Regions from separate parts of the Rattus norvegicus genome. Here region 1 is linked to region 2. The links are chromatin contacts, called in public Hi-C maps. All regions are on one chromosome and are shown on one strand. Each heading gives the region's core, a stretch centred on a gene start, on an enhancer-like site or on the middle of the called end of the contact. The rest is flanking DNA. Distances are from core to core; before and after follow the strand shown.

Region 1 (4,443 bases), core at 1,054-3,553, 71 kb after region 2:
TCCGGAAAAAAAAAAAAAAAAAGAGAACTTCAGTGATAGAATCTTTAAAAAAAAAAAAAAAGTGAGATAAAATAAAACGGCTAAAATATCCAAAACAAAAGGAAGCTACTAATTTATCTTGCCTTTTGCGTCTCATATAATTCAAGCTGGCCTCAAGTCTGTGTTAGTTATGCCAAAGACGACCTTAAACTCATGATCCTTTTGCCTCCACCATCACAGGTGTTGGTGGTAATAAAGCTCCCACTATCACTCCAGCTTGTGGTGCTGGTGGCTGAACCAGTGATTTCATATCAACAGACCCATATTCCCTACCCATCTTTGGGGATTTTTTTTGTTGTTGCTACTGTTTTGTAATTATGTCTATACGTGTGTATGTCACTTATATTCGGGTGCCCCATGAAGACCAGAAGAGGGCGTCATAACCCTGTTACAGACAATTGTGAGCCATCAGGTGTGGGTGCTGGGAACTTAACTCCAATCCTCTAGATGAGCAGCAAGTGCTGATTTAACCACAGAGCAGGGACTTTTTAATATACAAATGTTATTACAAAGAGTCTTACTGAAACATCTGGAATCACACTATCGATAAAAAACACGGCAGCAAAATCTAGTTCAGGGGAGAATAAAAACTCCATCTTGTTGAAACCGTTTTTCCTGTCGCTTTAAAACCTACACGAATTTTTATTAAGATGGCAAATGAAACCATAACCCAATAATCTTAGCCTTAAAGAGTTACTCATTAACTTTTAAGTAGGAGGCTATGAATGAACACTTCCTGAAATTCACCAGCCGTTTTTTTTTTTGTTTTTTTTTTTTTTTCATGTGAAGTGGCCCTAGGGGTTTGAGGAGGTTCTCACTTGCTACATGGAAACCACAGAACGAACTTCATGCTCAAGCTTAAGAGAGAAATCATTTGGAGTTTTGTTCCCTTCCACAAACAGCATTCAAAATCTCTCTGCACTTAATACGTGTCTAATGAGTATGCTGGGTAAACAGTGACGTTAAACCACCAAGGTCCCCTCCCTCAAAGTTCAGAACGCTCCCTAACTCACAGAGATAGATTCAAGACCATGCCACAGCCCCTCAAAAGCACATACACTTCTTTACTCCTACTACATAGAAAGATAGACCTCAAAATATACCCCAAACATCTTTCTCAATTATTTTCAAAGAAGAGGAGAAATCGGGTCTGCTAAGAAACAGAAATTTGTAACCCAACTGCTCTCAAAAATTCCACATCTCAAAGGTACTGCCTGCAAAACTGTCAAGAATGACTGACTAGTTATCGCTAGTTTACATGGGAGGGGGGAGTCAAAAACTTGCCTAGCATTCTTTCCAAGAGTCCTTTATCCGAGTCAAGAAGCTATGTGCCTAATCTTACTAGTAGGAATAGCTTCGTGTGGTGTTTTGAGATTCATTCATTACATCAGTATTTTACTGAGCATGTATTATGCGGTAAGACATTTGATAAAGCATTTAATTTTCTCTTTTTCTTTGTGGCGGGTGGGAGTACTGGGGAACTGAACCACTCTGGGCCTCCTACATTCAAGGCAAGTTCCCCACCACTAAGCTGTACTCCCAGGCCCAGAATGTTTCAGTTCTGCGCTCTGCACATCACCACCAAACTCCTCCAGGAAAGCTCAGCAGCAGCAATCACGGCTGCTAACGCGGAATTCCCAGGGTTGCCCGAAATCAACCGGCATGGGGCTGCTCCTCAGCTCGAAACGCGACGTCAGTGAGCCGCTACCTACCACACCCGTTAGTAATGCTCACCACCGTAGATGGGATCTCCCGGTGCAACAACCTGTAAGAGTCGCCGGAGCGACTGCAAAGCAGTGGCCGGGCTTCCTTTCCCGGGGTCCCGGGGTCCCGGGGAGGCCGGGCGGGAGTCGGAATCCCGGAGTCCAGCCGCTCCGCGCCGGTCCAGACTGGCCGGGATGCTGACTGGGGGAGGGGTCCGTAGCGCCTCCCCCATCGGGAAGGTGCAAGCTACAGTGGAAACTGGCCTCACGGAGAATGAAGAGAACCATTGCCGGTCCTCGCGTGAGGACCTCGCCCAGACTGGAAAATGGAGCCGCCGCAGCCTCAGCCCTCAGCCCCAGTCCGCTGCCCAAGTCCGCAGCGCGGAGAGGCCCGGGCCCTCAGCCTTCCGAGCCGCGGCTCTGTACTTGGCGCCTCGAGCGGCAGGGCCATCGCGGGGCCCTCTCCCACACTCACCGTCGCCTTTGTCTCCGCCGCCTGCTCCAGTCGCGCGGCTCCGAGCGCCGGCTCCGAAGCTCCTAGGATCTCCACACGCCAGCAGCTGCGCTCCCGGCTTCGGGCTCCGCCCTCCCGCCTAGTCTCTGGCGCGCAGAGGCGGAGCCACAAACTGTGTGTGCGGCTGCGCGGATACTCCCCCGCTACAGGGACCCGCCCATTCTCTCCCAGTAGGCGGGCTGGTCGCTGTGAAGCGCCGCCCATCGAGGGAGTGGCGAGACCTAGGGGATGCGAAGCGCGCACAGAGTGACCGCTGGGTGGGCGATGGGGAAGATGGAGGCCGGGGCCTCGCACCACAACACCTTGCTATCTGGATCCGGCCATAGACGCGCCCGGGCAAGCGAGGGCGCTGCTAGGCAGAGCTGGCTAGCACCAGATGTCTCTCAGTAGCAGTCGAAGAAAACTATTTGTCCAAACGCTTAGATCATGCTACTTTTAAGGAATCAGAATCACTGACTCATTGGAGAGCCAAGAATATCCACCTAGCATTTGAAAAGTGTCCGGTGTGTCTCTGTGACTTCTTGTGGGATCGGTTTTGGTTTTAGTTTTGGTTTGTCATTGTTTGAGAGAGGGTCTTTTTGTAGCCCAGACTGGCCTCCAACTCACCATATAGCTAAGGGTGGTCTGGATCTTGTGCCTCCATCTCCCGAGTGCTGGGATGACAAGTGTCACATGCCTAAAGACTTTTGTAGTAGAATCCTGGCTGACCTGGATCTCACAGCAGTCCTCCTAACTCAGCCACCACATTCTGTCTTACGACTACATTAGCTGTACACTTTACCTACCCAGAAGCAAGGAACAAATGGGTGTCTTTCCACTGGAATCTAGCCGCACATACTCAGACAGGGAGCTGCGTGACCATCACGATTGGTAGGCTTTTTTCTAGGAGTTCAATCCCAAAACTGGAGTATTCCTTGGTTCCTCCAATTCTCAATATTGCATCTGTCCATAAGGGTAATTGGTACGGTTCATTCGAAATAAAATCAGACTGTTCACCTACATTGTTTCTATCATCCGTGGCCTCAGTCGTACTTCCAGTGGGTTTCTTAAATGGCCTCCCTAACCACCATCAACAAACTGTGTTGTCAAAACAACAGGGAAAATATCCTCCCACAAAGAGAGTCAGCTCATGTCTCATCTGATCAAAATCCACCAGTGTTCCAGTTACTGTAGAAGATAAGATCTTTACAATGGCTGACAAAGTCCCTGAGATTTTTTATTTTCCCCTGTAGGTCTCAGAATTCATCCCCAACCTCACTGATGCTTGCAAAGTCCAGACTGCACTCAGGGACTAGGACATTCTTTAATGTCTACCTTCACCCCTCAACTCCACTCAGATCTTTGACAATGACACTTAGCCTAAACCCACTACTTTACCTTGCTATAACCTCAAGCCTTCCTTTTATCGCCCTTGCTCTCCTGCTCCAGGAACAATCTGCACAATTTATTCCATAATGTTGTTCTTGTGTGTCTTCCCCAGCAGAAGCTGGGTGTCTTTTGGGTTGGCTGGGTTTGATGTCTGCAGTGCTGAGGATGAAACCCAGGGCCTGCTCTGGCTTGGTGAGTACTTTACCACTGAGCTACACATGTCGACCTTTAAGGCTGGGGATAACTGTTCTACTCAACTGATCTGTCCTAAGTGCCTAGAAGAAATAAAAAAAAAAAAAAAATCACATGCCCCCAAGACGTTCAACAACAAAAATAACCAATTTTATTTTCAGTTTCCTCTTGGTTCTACTTTCTTCCAGTCAAGCAACCATTAGATTTTAACCTACATCATACCATGAACATTCGGACTTCTCAGTTCTTTTGTATACAGTAACCATTTACTTGATATCTGATGCAATTTTTGGCCAGTGACATCCTTGTATCCTATTTCACTGAGTAAGAATAATGTGATAGGGTAGAGAAAACTGGATATAATACTTAAAGGCACATTGTTTCAGAAAACTTTCCTGAGACAAAAAAACCCAAAAACTTCCCAAGTGTCATACATTACATGTATTGCTCTTTGACATGCAAATACGGTCACCTTATACAAACAATATTTTCTACCACTTATCCATAAAAGGTAACAATCTTTATGGGAATGGTTACCCATTATTTCATGTGAGACTGGGCGATGGTGGCCTATACCTTTAATCCCAGCACTTGGGAGACAGAAGCAGGTGAATCACTATGAGTTCA
Region 2 (5,131 bases), core at 1,324-3,823:
TAAAGCAGGAGAAACTTGATAAAATACAGTTGATGTGCTAAAGCAGTGCTCCTCACCCTCCCTAATGCTACTCTCTAGTTCAGTTCCTCGTGTTGTGACTCCTAACCATAGAAGTACTTCATTGCTATTTCATAACTAATTTAACTACTCTTAGGAACCATATGCATCTGATATGCATGCAGGATATTTGCTATGTGACCCCCCCCCCCAGTGGGAGGTTTACTTTTTTTTTTTTTCTTTTTTTCGGAGCTGGGGACCGAACCCAGGACCTTGCGCTCGCTAGGCAAGCGCTCGGGAGGTTTACTTTTAAGAAACAAATACCTTAGCCTAGTGTGGTGGCACACTCCTTTAATCCCAGCACTTGGGAGGCAGAGGCAGGTGGATCTCTGTGAGTTGGAGGCCAGCCTGTTTTACATACTGAGTTCCAGGACAGCCGGGGCTACACAGAGAAACTCTTGAAAAACAAAAAAATAAAAATAAAAACTTGCTTAGAAAATAAATAGTAACATACACAAAGTTGAACATACTGTGCTAACTGTTGGGGTCTGGAAATCACTACACAAACCACTCAGACGTTGATCTTAGTCAAATAGGAATAGTTTATTGAACACCACACCCCAAGACTGATCAGGGCCACATGTCAGACTTTGGAACTGACTGATGTGTCAAGATTGTATATGGCTTTTAAAAATATCTGTGCCAAATTATTTCACCAGGCAGGATTTAGGGTAAGAGGTTTCCTTAGGAACATGTCCTTGTTGTATAGCTAACATTCATGTCTTAATGTGTCAACCAGGATGGGACTTGTATAACACTTATGTCTTAACTTGTCAACTAGGGTGTCAGTTACCCACAGACAGTCTCTTACTACAGTACAATGCCAGTTCCTAGAGAGATCTTAGGAACTTAAACTTTACCCTACTCAAAATGGAAGTCTTACTCCAAATAGTTTCTTATATTGGTGCAGGCGTCTCTCTTATGTTGGGGTCCATCCCAGGGGTAGCTTAGAAAGGCAAATACCATAAAAGCTCATACACAGGTGTGGGTAGTGCTGCTCAGTGGTTGGTTCAGGTCCAAGCTCATTGTGGCTCACTGTACAAAGCAGTTCTGACTTCTGTTGTTCTGTTGTGATTTGTTTCCAAGAACAAGAAGGCACAGAACAGCCTAGTAACGGCATATGAGAAAGCTGCTCTATGCCATTAGTAACAGCACAAGATGGCAGGCTAGCCAGGTAACAGTAACCTAGGCCTTAACTCTAACCATGCTGTTTAGAAACTATAGAAACTCTGTACCACAGCTGAGACTAAGGATTGCTGAGGAAGTTTCTGTTAATGTTTATTCACTGACTTCCAATTGGGCTCCATTCCCATAGCAAGGGACAACCCTGACTTACAATCACCCACGAGGCCCATCCCCATAGCAAGTAATATGGCCATAAAGGGTGGTGCAGTGTCACAACAGTCATTAAATCTTGATCGGCCATTTTGTCTCATGTGCTATATCATCAGGAAAAGTATAATTCTGCCTGGTGGGAAGATGACTTTGAGAAACAGCTGTTCAACAAGGACAACACTGGTGTACTTAAAATAATCCTGGCAATCTCTTTGCTGTGCAACTCTCCATTCGTCCTAGTGTCCAGTTTGTGGTCTCCTGTCTCTGTTTATATTCAAAGTGTAACCTGGAGCTGAGACCTGGAGAGGGCGAGAGCATATGTAGAGCGAATAAACCTAAAGACTTCACAAGCTGGTAAAAGCTTCTGTCCCAGGCTGGTCCCCTTTTGTACATCAGCTAGAATCAGTTGTGTACCATTGTCAAAGAGCTTTCCGTTCGTTAATCTGAGTGTATAGAGTATTCCTCACTGGGAAGACATTACTTCTATAGCATGTGGAGGCCCCAGCGAGATGTTCCTACACCCTGGATTCTTGTGCTGCTGGAAACAATGTTCAACTAGATGGAAAAGAGGAGCCCCAGGAAGGTGAAAAGTGACCTGACCCTCCATTGATCACTACTCCAGATTCCTTCAGAGATCGGGAAGTTGCAGGGAAAGGTAAGGTGCTGAGCCTGGGCCCCAGGTCTCAACCCTACAAGATCTAAGAGGGCTCTGCTCAAGCCCTAAGGAAGCTTTCTAGGAGAGCTAACAGGTAGGGTAGGGATGTGTGTCTCCAAGATCCTTCCTAAGACAGCTGACATAGGAAAACAATGGGAGGGAATGTCGCAGTCTTTGAGTGGACATGAGTGAATATTCTGCCTGTCTGCTAGAGAACTCTATATGTTACAGAGACCCCTTTGTCCAGGGTGATTAGAAAGAACTTTCTCTGAGGAAATTAGCCACTGGTTCAACTAGGTTAAGATGGATAAATTAGATTGCAAGCTCATGTTCAGCCCTAAAGCCTGCTCCTCGCATTCCTTGGAGCTGAGCTGCTGTCCCATAGATCTCTTTTTTGACACAAAAAGACCAACTAAAACAAGGGACTCATTCCACAAGGAAGAAGGAATCTTCGATCCCATTCATAGAACAAAAGAATGGCTCTGATATCACTAAAGACAAAGGAAGGGCTCCTCCATCTGGTTATGAGGAGACATTACAGCCTCCTCCACTGAGCTCTGCAAACTTGGCTGGGGCAGAATTGCCTGAGCTACTGTGTTGGCAGGAGTGTGGCAGCCCCACCCCCTCCCCTACCTCTGCCAAGACCCCAGGCATTCTGGAAGCCTGTCCACCCAAGTGGATCCTGGGCCCCACCTCAGAGCAACCCCTGTGGTGCACGGCCAGTTTTTCTATGGGAAGTCCCTTAGCTGTGCACTCTGGGGAGGATGACTGGGGTTAGCTTTATTGTATCCTAGCGTCTGCTGTTTCTACTGGGTCTCCAAGCCAGTTCCTCTGACACTATGTTGTTACTGGGACTCCTTTGCCCTACGCCTGAGGTCTACCTTTGTCTCTGCCCTTCCACACCTGGATACTCTTGATTTTATTTTTACTTTTCACAGAAGACTAAGGGGAAAACAGCCTGATGCCACGGCTTTTGAGACCCTTAGACATAAGCTTTTATGGCTGTTTAGAAGTCCCAGGGTTGCAGATACTTGTAAGTTTAAAAAGAACAAAAAGAAAAAAATTGTTAGCAGTTTGACAGGCAGTTATTCCACTTGATAGAATGATTGTATTACCCTGCACCTTGGTGTCTTCATGAGGGGTACTTAGTAAGCTTTTCATGGTGTCTCCCTCCACCTGCAGACAGAGTAGTTATGAATATTTAGATCACTGGGTTCATAACTATACAGGAAGGAAAATGTCTTGTGGGTATGGATCATGTTGGAAAATTGTCACATGCTGTATGTTAGGTCCCAAGTGAGTCTCACCCAGAACCTGGGCAGTGAGCAATGAGCAAAACAAATGTTCCCTGGCCTCTCTCTCCTCCCAGCTCTTTTGTTGATGGTACGGGGTGATGTAATCTCCTGAAATTGGGGAGGTGTTGTCAGGTCCCAGGAAGGCTGGGTTACTGACACCTCTAAAGCCATTGCTGAGATGTGAACTCTCTTAGGATCAACGAGCCCCTAAGTTTGTTACAAATGATGTCAATATGAGATCTTATCTCTAATAAAGGGGATAAATTATTCTAGATAGAATAAAGTTATATAAATGAAGATGGGGACAAAACCATCAAAACTTGAAGCCAGGTCACAAAAGGTCTGACTGTTACACAGGATTGGAGGGAGAGACTTAAAGACAATATACGTAATGGTTAAGGGGTGCTAGAGTTAAAGGTGTGTAGCAATCCTGCTTTATCATAGTCATCCCTCCAACATTTATCTAATTTTTCTCACAAGTATTTCATTTGTAGGCAATCTTTATTCCTTTTTGAGGTGTGTGTGTATGTGTACTTGAGTGTAAGTGACAAGGAGGTCGATCCCCTGGAACTGCACACAGCTGTGAGCCATCACTCACGTGGGTGCTGCAAACCGAACCCAGGCCTTCGCAAGAGCAGCCAGTGCTCTTAACTGCTAAGCCCATGGACCATTCCTACCAATCACTTTAGGTGATTTGGTAAAGGGGAGGAGTTAGATTCTGTTCTGGTTTTACTTTTTAAAATCACACCTGTTGGGGAGGAGTGGGCATAAGAGTGTGTGCGTGTGCGTGTTCAGGTCAAGAGGACATCCTGCAGCTGGCTTTCCATGTCTACTATCTGGATCCCTAGGTTCACTCAGGCCATTGGCTTCACAGTCTGAGCCATCCTGTCACTGAAAAGAACATCTTAAGTCAACTTCCTCTCTGTGGACATACAGGGCAAGCGGTCAAAACCTGTTGACAGATGCTCTGGCTTTTCTGTGTATCGGGTTCCATGAGGCAGTTCTATGTCCAACTGACCTACCCTTGGCTCCTGCCACTTTGGGGCTCTTGTGAGTACAGTGATGCATATTGAGCTTTACTCTTCTGCATCAGAGTGCTTGGCTGTCACCCTTCTTGAAGCCATCAAGCGTCACATAGGGAGTAATCAGCTGAATGTGAGTCCACTCCGACAGGATGCTTTGGAGACACTGCTACTGGAGGTGTGTCTAGACCAAGGCGGCAGAAGAGCCTGCGGTCCAGCCTGCCTCCAGGTATAACAGTTATCCTCTGACTCCAGCCACATGTCCTGGTTAGCAATAAGCAACTAACTGTCACTCAGAAACTGAGGCCAATCTGGTCTATACAGTAGGTTCCAGCAAGTACTACACAGCGAGACCTTAAGGAAGAAAGGATTACAATTTACAGACTTTTGAACTATCTTTTGGAACAGACTTTCTTTAAGACAGGGTTTCTTTTCTTTGTGTAGTCCTGGCATGATACATGACTACACAATCCTCCTGCCATAACCTCTCAGACTGTAGACCTGAACCACCTCGCCCAGCTCACGTTTAAAAAAACTGTTAAACAAAAGAGTGACGAGTTGTCTGCACCCATGGGCTGTCACTGGAGAACACTAGAAGATTCTCTACATAAGTTTTGGTGAGTAAAATTTTATTAAAAGAGAAGAAAAATCCAAACAAAGACTAAAAGAAAACATTTATTGAATCAAAATCAATACTTTCTTTTTTAATATCTACAAGCCAACAGTGAGCTCACTTTATTCAAGAATGAACACAATGTACAAAAAAA

The links. A called contact is a pair of places that touch in the nucleus more often than the background predicts.
Region 1: a Hi-C map of Schwann cells shows a contact between it and region 2, with 4 times the contacts expected there. The contact joins the promoter of Cdc42se2 here to the enhancer-like site in region 2. A contact is called at or near these places in 4 of 12 Hi-C or Micro-C datasets (Schwann cells, frontal cortex and liver) and 1 of 1 datasets of contacts at active chromatin or transcription factors (oligodendrocytes).

What each region holds. Positions count from the first base shown.
Region 1 is chr10:39,403,469-39,407,911 of GRCr8, forward strand. It overlaps Cdc42se2 (CDC42 small effector 2), which reads right to left and starts at 2,304. Exons shown (of 6, transcript NM_001126089.2): 1 at 2,218-2,304.
Region 2 is chr10:39,332,243-39,337,373 of GRCr8, forward strand. It overlaps Cdc42se2 (CDC42 small effector 2), which reads right to left. Exons shown (of 6, transcript NM_001126089.2): 6 at 5,027-5,131. Among named protein-coding and RNA genes, the nearest start is that of Cdc42se2, 71 kb to the right of the region's middle. Within about 2 kb of position 2,574, at least 3 of the 93 cell types and tissues checked have an H3K27ac peak or open chromatin away from gene starts, as enhancers often do. A contact at or near this core is called in Schwann cells, where this site is marked.